Linked DNA regions of Mus musculus: regions 1 and 2 are each linked to region 3. The links are chromatin contacts, called in public HiChIP or PLAC-seq and Micro-C maps. All regions are on one chromosome and are shown on one strand. The core of a region is the stretch at or near the end of the contact, and the rest is flanking DNA. Distances in the headings are between cores, read along the strand shown.

What was found. A called contact is a pair of places that touch in the nucleus more often than the background predicts. HiChIP or PLAC-seq counts read pairs in DNA pulled down with a chosen protein or histone mark.
Region 1: a Micro-C map of embryonic stem cells shows a contact between it and region 3, with 7 times the contacts expected there. The contact joins the promoter of A630066F11Rik here to the promoter of Tab2 in region 3. A contact is called at or near these places in 1 of 39 promoter capture datasets (erythroid cells), 7 of 484 Hi-C or Micro-C datasets (CD4 T cells, CD8 T cells, the G1E-ER4 cell line and 3 more), 5 of 115 datasets of contacts at active chromatin or transcription factors (the 230-238 cell line, effector CD8 T cells, extraembryonic endoderm stem cells and 2 more) and 2 of 9 other capture datasets (adipose tissue and liver).
Region 2: an H3K4me3 HiChIP or PLAC-seq map of embryonic stem cells shows a contact between it and region 3, with 9 times the contacts expected there. The contact joins the promoter of Lrp11 here to the promoter of Tab2 in region 3. A contact is called at or near these places in 4 of 484 Hi-C or Micro-C datasets (B cells, CD4 T cells and embryonic stem cells), 3 of 115 datasets of contacts at active chromatin or transcription factors (embryonic stem cells and epiblast stem cells) and 1 of 9 other capture datasets (liver).

Annotation. Positions count from the first base shown.
Region 1 is chr10:7,661,538-7,664,871 of GRCm38.p6, forward strand. A630066F11Rik (RIKEN cDNA A630066F11 gene) reads left to right here and starts at 1,834. Exons shown (of 1, transcript NR_030698.1): 1 at 1,834-3,086. Pcmt1 (protein-L-isoaspartate (D-aspartate) O-methyltransferase 1) reads right to left here and starts at 2,071. Exons shown (of 8, transcript NM_001347228.2): 1 at 1,538-2,071. The coding sequence starts at 1,766.
Region 2 is chr10:7,588,319-7,591,369 of GRCm38.p6, forward strand. It overlaps Lrp11 (low density lipoprotein receptor-related protein 11), which reads left to right and starts at 1,499. Exons shown (of 7, transcript NM_172784.4): 1 at 1,499-2,295. The coding sequence starts at 1,734.
Region 3 is chr10:7,954,519-7,957,617 of GRCm38.p6, forward strand. It overlaps Tab2 (TGF-beta activated kinase 1/MAP3K7 binding protein 2), which reads right to left and starts at 1,605. Exons shown (of 7, transcript NM_138667.3): 1 at 1,283-1,605.

The DNA.
Region 1 (3,334 bases), core at 584-3,083, 290 kb before region 3:
ACATCTAATGTCTATTTAACTATGATTCTTAAAATGTGATGATTAATATTAAGTACCAAATGTCCTACTTATTTCTCTCATTCACTTTTTTTTTTGTTTTGTTTTTGTTTTTGTTTTTCTAGACAGGGTTTCTCTTTATAGCCCTGGCTGTCCTGGAACTCACTTTGTAGACCAGGCTGGCCTCAAACTCAGAAATCCGCCTGCCTCTGCCTCCTGAGTGCTGGGATTAAAGGAGTGCGCCACCAAACCCGGCTCTCATTCACTTTTTTGTACCTTACATAGATCTCAGCATTTAATGCAAAGGGGATTGGCATTCCTGGGAGGGGTGGGGGTGGGGGTGGGGGTGGGGATGACTATTGATTCTTTGAGAAAATTCCATTGTTTAGCGTTCCAGCCCTCACGGTGATTATGAATAGAGTTGAGAAGTAAGATAAATACCTCAAAGGCTTAAAAAAAAAAAAGAAAAAGAAAAAGAAGAAGAGAAAAGAAAAGTCGCAAGAAAATTAAAAACATCACCCAGCAGACTATGATTATTTTTGAAAATTGGTGGCAAAAGAAGCTGTGAATTCTGATCAGGGTGAGGTTATGAACTTGCAGCTCTTCTTGGTCTCTGAGCCAGACAACAACACTATTTCAATTTAGAAAGGAAAGTGACACAGCATTCATTCTATCCTGAAACTATCATCAAAGGAAGCAATACAGTGACTACAGAAAATGCTATTCTTTAAAAAAACAAAAAAAAAAAAACAAAAACAAAAAAAAAAACAAAAACAAAACAAAAAACTTTTCAAACGCGCTTTTAAAAGCCAATGAACACTCTTGAAAAAAAAAGTTGGAACATTTTATACACACAATGGTCTGCTGGATTCAAAGACTCCAAACAAAGTCTCTTAGGAGCAGCATGCTCTGACAATCCCTCGCTCCCCCGCCGCCCCCCCCCCCCCAAGGGCCTATACTTTGGACAGCAACCTGAGAAACTGCTCCCAGCAACCGCAATAGTCGGAACCTCCTCTCCCCTCCCCTTGCTATCAGACAGCAGCATCTCCCTCCAAAGGAAAAAACAGAGGGCGGGGGAGGCAGAAAACAGAAAGCTTGCAGGGAATCAACCGAGAACAGTGAGAGAACCCGTAGGCCGAAGGTGGTGTCCCCTCGGTGCTAGTCCAGTCACCAGAAACAAGCCTGCACTTCCCCACCCTGAAGTCACGCCCCTCGCTAGTGGGACCGCAGACTCCAGCAACAGCCCCGCCACCTGTGCCGCACCCAGTCCCCCGCAGCCTGCGAGGAGGCAACTGCCCGTGTCCCACCCGCAGCAGCTCCCTCTTGGCTACTACCCTCTTCCCATCCACATCGCCGAGTGACAGGTCCCGGGAGAGGAGACTGCAAAAACGCACGGCGTTCCGAACTCCCGGTGCAACCGCGCTGCGACGCCCTCCAGCAGGCGCAGGGGTGCAGACCGAACGTTCCGGATTGTCAGGGGGGGACAGCGTCCAGGCCCGGCCCTGCTCCCTGGCCCACGCCGGGCGGGGGTGGCACTTACTGCGGAGGTTGTGGATTAGCTCCGAGTGGCTGGCGCCGCCGGATTTCCAGGCCATCGCGAAGCACACCCGGAGCAGGTACAGAACCACCTTCAGCGCGGCGACGGTCCCTAGCAGTTTCCCCAAGAGTGAGACCACCTCCCACACGGTCACCGCCCCGCTGGTGTCCCCGCTCGAGCGGCCGCTGTTACTGCCGTCGCTGCCACTGCCGCCAATGCGCGCTCCCGGCATCCCCCGCGGCACGCATGCGCTCTGTGACGCCGCGCAGTCCGGGGTGCGGCCAGGCGGGGCCCGCGGCGGGGGAGTCCTGGAGCCCAGTAGCGAGCGGGGGCGATAACCAGTGCTCGGTGGCCGCAGCGAGGTCGCACAAACGAACGCTGCTCAGTTCCCCTTCCTGAGGCCTGCACCTGCCTCCGTCCTGCGGCCGGCGAGCTGGTGTTCTGCGTGATGAGGCTCCTTCCTAGCCGCGGCTCTGGCTGATGCGGGATGGCGGGTCCGACGTGTGCCGCCTTCTTGGGCTCCGCAATCGCCACTCCGTCAGCTGTTGCGAGCGGCCGGTCTGCTCCTATGGCTGTCTAGATTGCTAGATGGTGTGCTGACTCCGTCTTGCCTCGTCCAACCCGGTGCACTAACCTAAGGCTTCTGGATGGGGCCAAAATAATCATTTTAACAGAGCCCAAGGGCAAAGGGCCTCTCAGGTACGAAGTCCACTAGCCTATGTCTCAGCACGGTCCTGATGAAGCAGAGGCTCTGGTTTGTTTTCAGCTCTGAAGGCATAAATTCAAGGTGGAAGAATACCGTGACATGGAATTGGGGGTAGGGATGCTTCCCTGGTTAAGAGCAAAAGTAGCCGAGAGCTATAATTGGTTACAAAATAAGCTCAGTACCCTGTGGTGGAAGTGTTATTCTTCCTACCCAAGTATGAGTTTCAGCTTAAGCTCACAAATTCCATCCTTAGACTGGACACCAATTTTACTGCTTTCATCTCTGCAACATTCTAAGAATTGACAGGAAACACTGTCTGCCGCATCCAACGTGTGCTAACTTGAACTGAGACACAGCCATGACTCCAGTAAACTTTCAGGAAGGAAACGAAGATAAGACACCTATGCTGTGCTGTGATGTCAGGAGCAATTTCCAAATTACAGTTCTTACCAAACTTCATCAGTTGCAACACTCAACCTGCATCCAACCTGAAATGTCTATCACCTATTTTCATGACTCCTGTAACTAACTATAAATGTCAGTGTTGTTCAACATTAAGAGTAAAGCGATGAGTTTTAGACCGTCCGTTTTTTTCCTACCCAGTACCACCTGCTCTTCTAGTCTGAGTGTAAAAGTTCATTAGAATCTCCTTGTGCTTAGGTACTTTCATCTGACTGCTTTTCTGTATGGGTCATGATGTTTACATCTGATGAGTTTAATCCAAATACCTTTTCCTGCTCCTCAGTCCATAAATATCACTCAACCTCAGCTTAGGTGAAGTGGTCCAGAGATGACCTTGTTTTCTCCATTTTCAAATGATTGGTCACCTCATAAATTCTATCTTGCAAAACCTATCATTTCGGTGACTGGCATTTTGTATGGGGAAAAGAAATAGCCAGGTTGGGTAACAGTCTTGCTGCTGGAAAACGAAACAAAACAAAAATCCTCAAGCTCAAAAAAAAAAGGGGGGGGCAGGCATGGTGGCACACGTAGGAGGCAGAGGCAGGCAGATTTCTGAGTTCGAGGCCAGCCTGGTCTACAGAGTGAGTTCCAGGACAGCCAGGACTACACAGAGAAACACTGTCTCGAAACAC
Region 2 (3,051 bases), core at 249-2,748, 370 kb before region 3:
TTGAATATGCTTGGCCCAGGGAATGGCACTATTAGAAGGTGTGGCCTTGTTGGAGTAGGTACAGCCATTTTGGAGGAAGTGTGTCACTGTGGGGTGGGCAATGAGACCCTCCTCCTAACCACATTGGAGCTAGTCATCTTCTAGTAGCTGTCAGACGAAGATGCAGAACTCTGAGCTCCTTCTTCAGTGCCATACCTGTCTGGATGCTGCCATGCTCCTGCCTTGATGATAATAGACTGAACCTCTGAACCTGTAAGCCAGCCCCAATTAAATGTTGTCCTTGTAAGAGTTGCCTTGGCCATGGTGTCTGCTCACAGCAGTAAAACCTAACTAAGACACCATGTACGAGGAAATAGTGTTTTTCAGGCAGAACAGGGCATTGAGGAGGCTGTGACAGCATGCACAAGATCTGCTCAGGGCGAAGCCAGAGAAGATCTTAGCACAGAGGCTAGGTAGTGGATAATAGAGTCCCACCATTGGCCAAGAAGCTGTTCACAATAGCTTGGGGGTGGGGTAGTGTTTTTTCAATCTGGTGACACTGGGTATATAAGCCCTACTCCAGAGGAGGCCCCATGTTCAAGAGGAGCTAGTCAACACAATTCAGATTCCACATTTCTGGGTTTAATGTTGTTTTTGGGTTTTAAAAGTGAAACAAGAAGGGAGGGAGGTGAGTGCGGATCTGGGTGGAGTAGGGGAAGGTATTAGAATATGGTAAAGATGTATGGAATTCTCAAAGAATAAATAAAAGCATTTAAAAACAAAAGGTGACTTCAAAATTAGTAATAATGAGCTTCTCCACGTGTCTAAGCACTTCGTGGGCACTGACTTACTTAACATTCATTTTAGAAATGAATACGATGATATCTTGATCTTGAAGCCGCACACTTCAGAGTATTGTGTTCTATCAGTCAAACTAAATCAGGTGTCATCCATCCCAACACCCAGTAAACTGATGGGAGATCATCAATCGGCCCAACCCTCCTTCCCATACTGCCCGGCCTTTGCCTCCTCACAAGTTCAGCTTTCTGTTGCTAAACTTCTGGTGTTTAAGTTCTCTAAACGAAACTGAAAGGCGAATTAGAACCTGAATGTAAATGTTTTGTTTCCTTTATTACCTACCATAGTCCAAATCTCTTTAATAATAAATAATGCAACGAAGTTGGATTCCAAAAGACTGCCAAAGTTGTCTGTGGTCCCCTGGCTGTACCCGTCGCTCTCCGTAGTAGCCCCGAACTTTAGACTGATGGATTTTCTGACTCTTCCCCTCCCTCCAACCCCGAGTGCCCTGCCCTGTGAGCTATGGCCTTGCGCGAGTCTGCTTGCTGAATGAGGCCTGATGGGCCCAAACACCCACGCTGCTTAGGGTGTGATCAAGCCGCGGAGCAGCCAGGCAACTCCGGGGAGTCCCCTCCTCCTCCCCACCGGGCGCCGGAGACCGACAGACCTGCGGAAGTCCCGCCCCGGAGCCGCCCCAGCACGCCAGGCTCCGCCCCGTCGCAGCCGCTGTCCGCACGCCGGTGCTGATCCACGTAGAGGCCGCTCGTCGTCCCGGTGCGCTTCCGCGGCCGGAGCGAAGATAGAAGCACCGAAAGCTCGCAGCCTGGTAGCAGGGCCAGGGCGGCGCCGAGTCCGGCCGAGTCCGGCCCGCGATGCCTCTCGAAGCCGGCACACTCGCCGCCTCCGTGAAGCAGCCAGGCCCCGGGGCCGCCGAGCTCTGAGGCCGCGCTCGTGCCATGGCCACAAGGGGAGGAGGACCGGGCCCCGGCTTCCGGCACCGCGCGCTCCGCGGGCTGCTGCTGCTCTGCCTCTGGCTGCCCGGCAGCCGGCCCGGGGAGCCCGCCGCTCCGTCGTCCGGAGTGGATAGGCTGCTTCAGGACTTTCGCCGGCAGCTACAGCGGGCACGGCCTCGCGAGGAGCTAGAGCCGGAGCTACTGGGCGGCCCGCGGGAGGATTGCCCGGGTGCGGGCGGTACGGCGGTCTACCGGGCGGTGCCCGATACCATCATCCGCACCCAGGATTCCATCGCGGCGGGAGCCAGCTTCCTGCGCGCACCCGGGAGCGTGCGGGGTTGGCGGCAGTGCGTGACGGCCTGCTGCTCCGAGCCGAGCTGCTCGGTGGCAGTGGTGCAGCTGCCCCGGGGGCCCAGCGTGCCCGCACCTATGCCCGCACCCCGCTGCTACCTGTTCAACTGCACGGCGCGCGGCCGCAGCGTCTGCAAGTTCGCGCCACTCCGCGGGTACCGCACTTACACCCTCAGTCGCGCCGAGGACGCCGCTGGGATCCCTCCCCGGCCAGGTAAGCGACGCCAGGAGGGTCCCGCCTGCTATCGAGCGAGCAAACTTCTCTGCTTCCAGAGGATTAAAGCTGTGGGTAACCGGGAAAGTGGTTCACATTTTTCTCTGACTTTGGGCTGGTGCTAAGAAAGTGCAATAGAGGGGCAGAAGCAGACAGGGTCCGTTGGGCTGCCTTTGGAAGATAAGGGGGCAGATCGGAGAGCACTGACGGATCGATTTAAGACGATAGCCCGGAACCTTCTTTGTCCCAGTAAAGATTATTTTAGTTTTATTTTGTCTCATAGGTTTTATAAAGCGTGTTTTACCGCAGGAAATAGCAAGGACAAGATTTGATTAGATGCAGAATTGCTCCTAAATACCCACTCCTGCTTCCTGGTTTGGCTCTCTGCCAACACATAGCTCCTTCAGATATAAAAATATGAAGGAAAACTTGTCACTCCATCTCCATTCTTTTCTTCCATCCCTTGCCCAAAAATTTCCCCACATTCGTGACCTTGTTGGTTTTGTGTTCCACTCAATTTAAGGAGGCCAGCTGTGTGTGGAGGGGATTGGAGCTCTGTAGTGGGGTCTGCTGGGCTCAGTACACAGTGGATAGTGTGTAAAGTTAGTCTCTCTTTAAAAGGCCTAAACAGCTTGCCCTCTGGTTTTTATATCAGTTGCTCTAGGGAAAAAAACAAGACACAATGAAGGGGCAAAGTAGCAGAGAAACGAATTTTATCCCCCTAGGTTCTCTGTGCTCATCTGACAGAACTTTGCA
Region 3 (3,099 bases), core at 355-2,854:
CAAAACCAAAACCAAAACCAAAACAAACAAAAAAACCAAAAAAAAAAAAAAAAAACCAAAACAAAAAACAAACAACCCTCTTTTGTACCCAGTGAAATTCCTAGCAAAATTTGAAGCTGCTTCATGAGCAACATCTCCTTTGAGTAAGCTAGGACACAAAGCCATTCCTTTTATAAAATGGCAATCAACCTAACCCTACGATTTGGCACTTTACTAACTTACCCAGCACTGACAAAATGGATGCAAAGCTAGAGTGTCTGGCTGCTGCCTCGAATACTGCATTTGTGTCCAAGAACTTTCCAATGACTAGAAGCCCATTTACCAACAGCCTGCAATGCTTTTGGGAACCCGAACTTCACGGAGACTCGAATAAAAGCTCCAGGAGGCTGCAAGTCTCCACCACTCTCCTGAAAACCCCTCTTATCAGAAACATTTGAAGAATTCCTCCATAACAATTAAGCTGACTTGAATGGAAACTTAGCATCTCAAATATACTATATATGGAATGAAACTTGGCCAAACACGTAAATACAAACTCACACGCTCCCTGACACTTTCGGCCTACAATTATGAGCCAAGGATTCTACAGCATCAGCAACAGACAGATCCACCTGTCACCTGTCAGCAACACCCAGGGACCCTTGTTAAGTCTTCCTCTTCCAACCACTATCTCGGGGCAAGAAAATCAGAGTAGTCCTGTGGACTCTAAGGGGGCCCCAACCTCTTCACAGCGGGGCGTGCTGCCCATTTGGAAGAAGGCTGCAGACAAGCAAAATCGGAAAGCAAAGCGAGAGAGGTGCTTCCTCTTTACCCTGCACTTAACTTCCCCGGCTCTCCCTTAACTCGCGGGCCCCGAAGTCATCGTTATCCAGACCTGGGTTCCCCCAAAGGCGTCTGGTTCCCTCCCTCCCACTTCCAGATCACAGGCCTGGGGGCGGACCGGGGGCCAAGGCACCCCCACCCCCGGCTCTCTCCGGCGCTGGGCTCCGGGGCAGGCCCGGTCCCCCTCCCCCGACGCCCCGGAGCCCAGGCCAGGCCCCAGGCTCCCCGCCCCCACCCTCCCCGCAGGACTTGGGGGGCCTCCCTGCGCCTCGCCACCGCGGGCAGGACCCGGGCGGAGCGGCGGACGAAGGCGAGGAAGGCGCGGACGCCCCGCTAGGGCTTCGCGCGCCAGGCAGAGCCGGTCCCCGAGCCGCTGCAGGCGCGGGGAGCCGGGCTGGGGGTGGGGGGGGTGGGGGGTGGGGAGGGATCCCGCCGAGGCCCCGCAGCGCCGTCCGCTTACCCTTCGCCGCCGCCGCGGCTTCCCCCTCCTCCTCGTCCGCCGCCGCCGCCTCTCCCACTTGGGCAGCCGTCTCCCCCGTCGTCACCGCGGCCGCCGCCAGCGCCGATTCCACCCGGCAGGGGGGACACCTCAGCCCTCCCTCCCTCCCCGCTCGGCCCCCTCCGCCCGGCCGCCGCCAACTCCCTCCGGCCGCCGCCGCCGCTCGCGGCTGAGGGGGAGGGGAGGGGGTCGGCCTGGGGCGCCCCGCCGCCGGCGCCTGCCGCGGATCAAAGCGATGGCCGGGGCGGCGTCGCCGCGGCCCGCTGCTCGGCTCCGGCTCGCACGGCCGCCCTGCCTCCCTCCGCCCCCACCCCCCTGCCGCTCGCCTGCCCTCCCCCCACCCCCCCAGCTCTCGCTCGCTCGCCCGCTCGCGCCGCGGCTCCGCCAGCCCAGTCCGCATCAAAATACGGCCACACAATATGGCGGCGCGGCGGCCGGCAAACACCGCGAGATCTGAGGCGGCGGCCGTGACGAGGCCTCCCTCCGCCGGGTGGCGGGGATGCTCTGTCCACGCCCCACCTCCGCCAGCCGCCGTCCCCACTCCCGGCTCGCCGTGGCCGGAGGGGACGCGTCCCGGCGCGGGCTGAGGAGGAGCACGCGGGTCCCTCACGCTCGGACGGGGAGGGAGGGAGGGAGAGAGAGAGGAGCCGAGCGGTGCGCGCGCCGCCGAGGGCCTCGCGGCTCCGGAAGCGGGTGGCGGGCTGTGCGAGCAGGGCGAGCCGTGCGAGCCGGCGGCCCAGCTCGGGGAGACGGGCGGGACCCTGCAGGCCCTGACGGGCCGCGGGGCAGGTGGGCCTGAGGCGGAGGCGAGCGCCGGGCCTGCGGGGCTGCGGGGCCGCGAGCCGGACACACCCCCTTGGAGCCGGGCCGCGCCCAGGCCGCGAGCTACCGGGTGACCCGGGAGGGACGGCGGGTCGGATGGAGACCGGGCGGTGCGGGACGCGTCCTGGAAGCCGCGGGACCCGAGCGGAGTTTGGCTCGGCCGCTGGACTTTCCTTGATCAGCAGTGGGGGCCCGCAGAGAGAACGATCTAAAGAATCAAGCGAGTCGTTGCGATTGTAACTGCACGTTCCTAGAAGACCTAGAAGCAGAGCCAAAGACACTTTAGCTTCGAGGGGAGACGCGGGGGAGGGGACACTTCTGGTTTCTATCTTCTTAAAGATGTGCTTCGTTTTCCCTCGGGGTGGGGTGGGGTTGGGTGGTGGTGGTCAACGTTCAGATGTTTCTCACAATGTAAAATATTTTAAAATCTTGGCGGTTTCATATGGCAAAAAAAAAAAAGGCTTTTTTTTTCTTCTTCTTGACCCTGTCCAAAGTGTGCATATCGCTGCCAGTTTCTTCCTTGAAGAAATTCATACTACCGAAAAAAATCCGGAAGGACTATTTTTATTATTCTGTTATCAGTATAAGCTCCATAGGTGCTTATTGCTTATTGTTTTTAAAGCCCCTTTTTTAAACACTTAAAACCCTTTCACTTCCTTTTTACACTCAGTTTTACAAAGTACCTGAAATATTGGGGTTTAGCTCTACTTAAAAACTTTTAGCCCGCCAGAAGTCAGAGTGCTAATGATTTACAACATTGGAACTTTTAAATTTTTCTCTCGGTTGACATTAAGAAAGTAAAAGTATATACTTTGAAAAAGTGTTTTTTCTGTGTTCGAAGTAAAAGTAAATTATAATTCACATAGTAGATGCTGTTTTCATTAATTCACAGTAACAGACGCCATTGAGCCCTAATACTACAGTTCTCTGAGGAATTATTTCCATAGTCAGTGTAA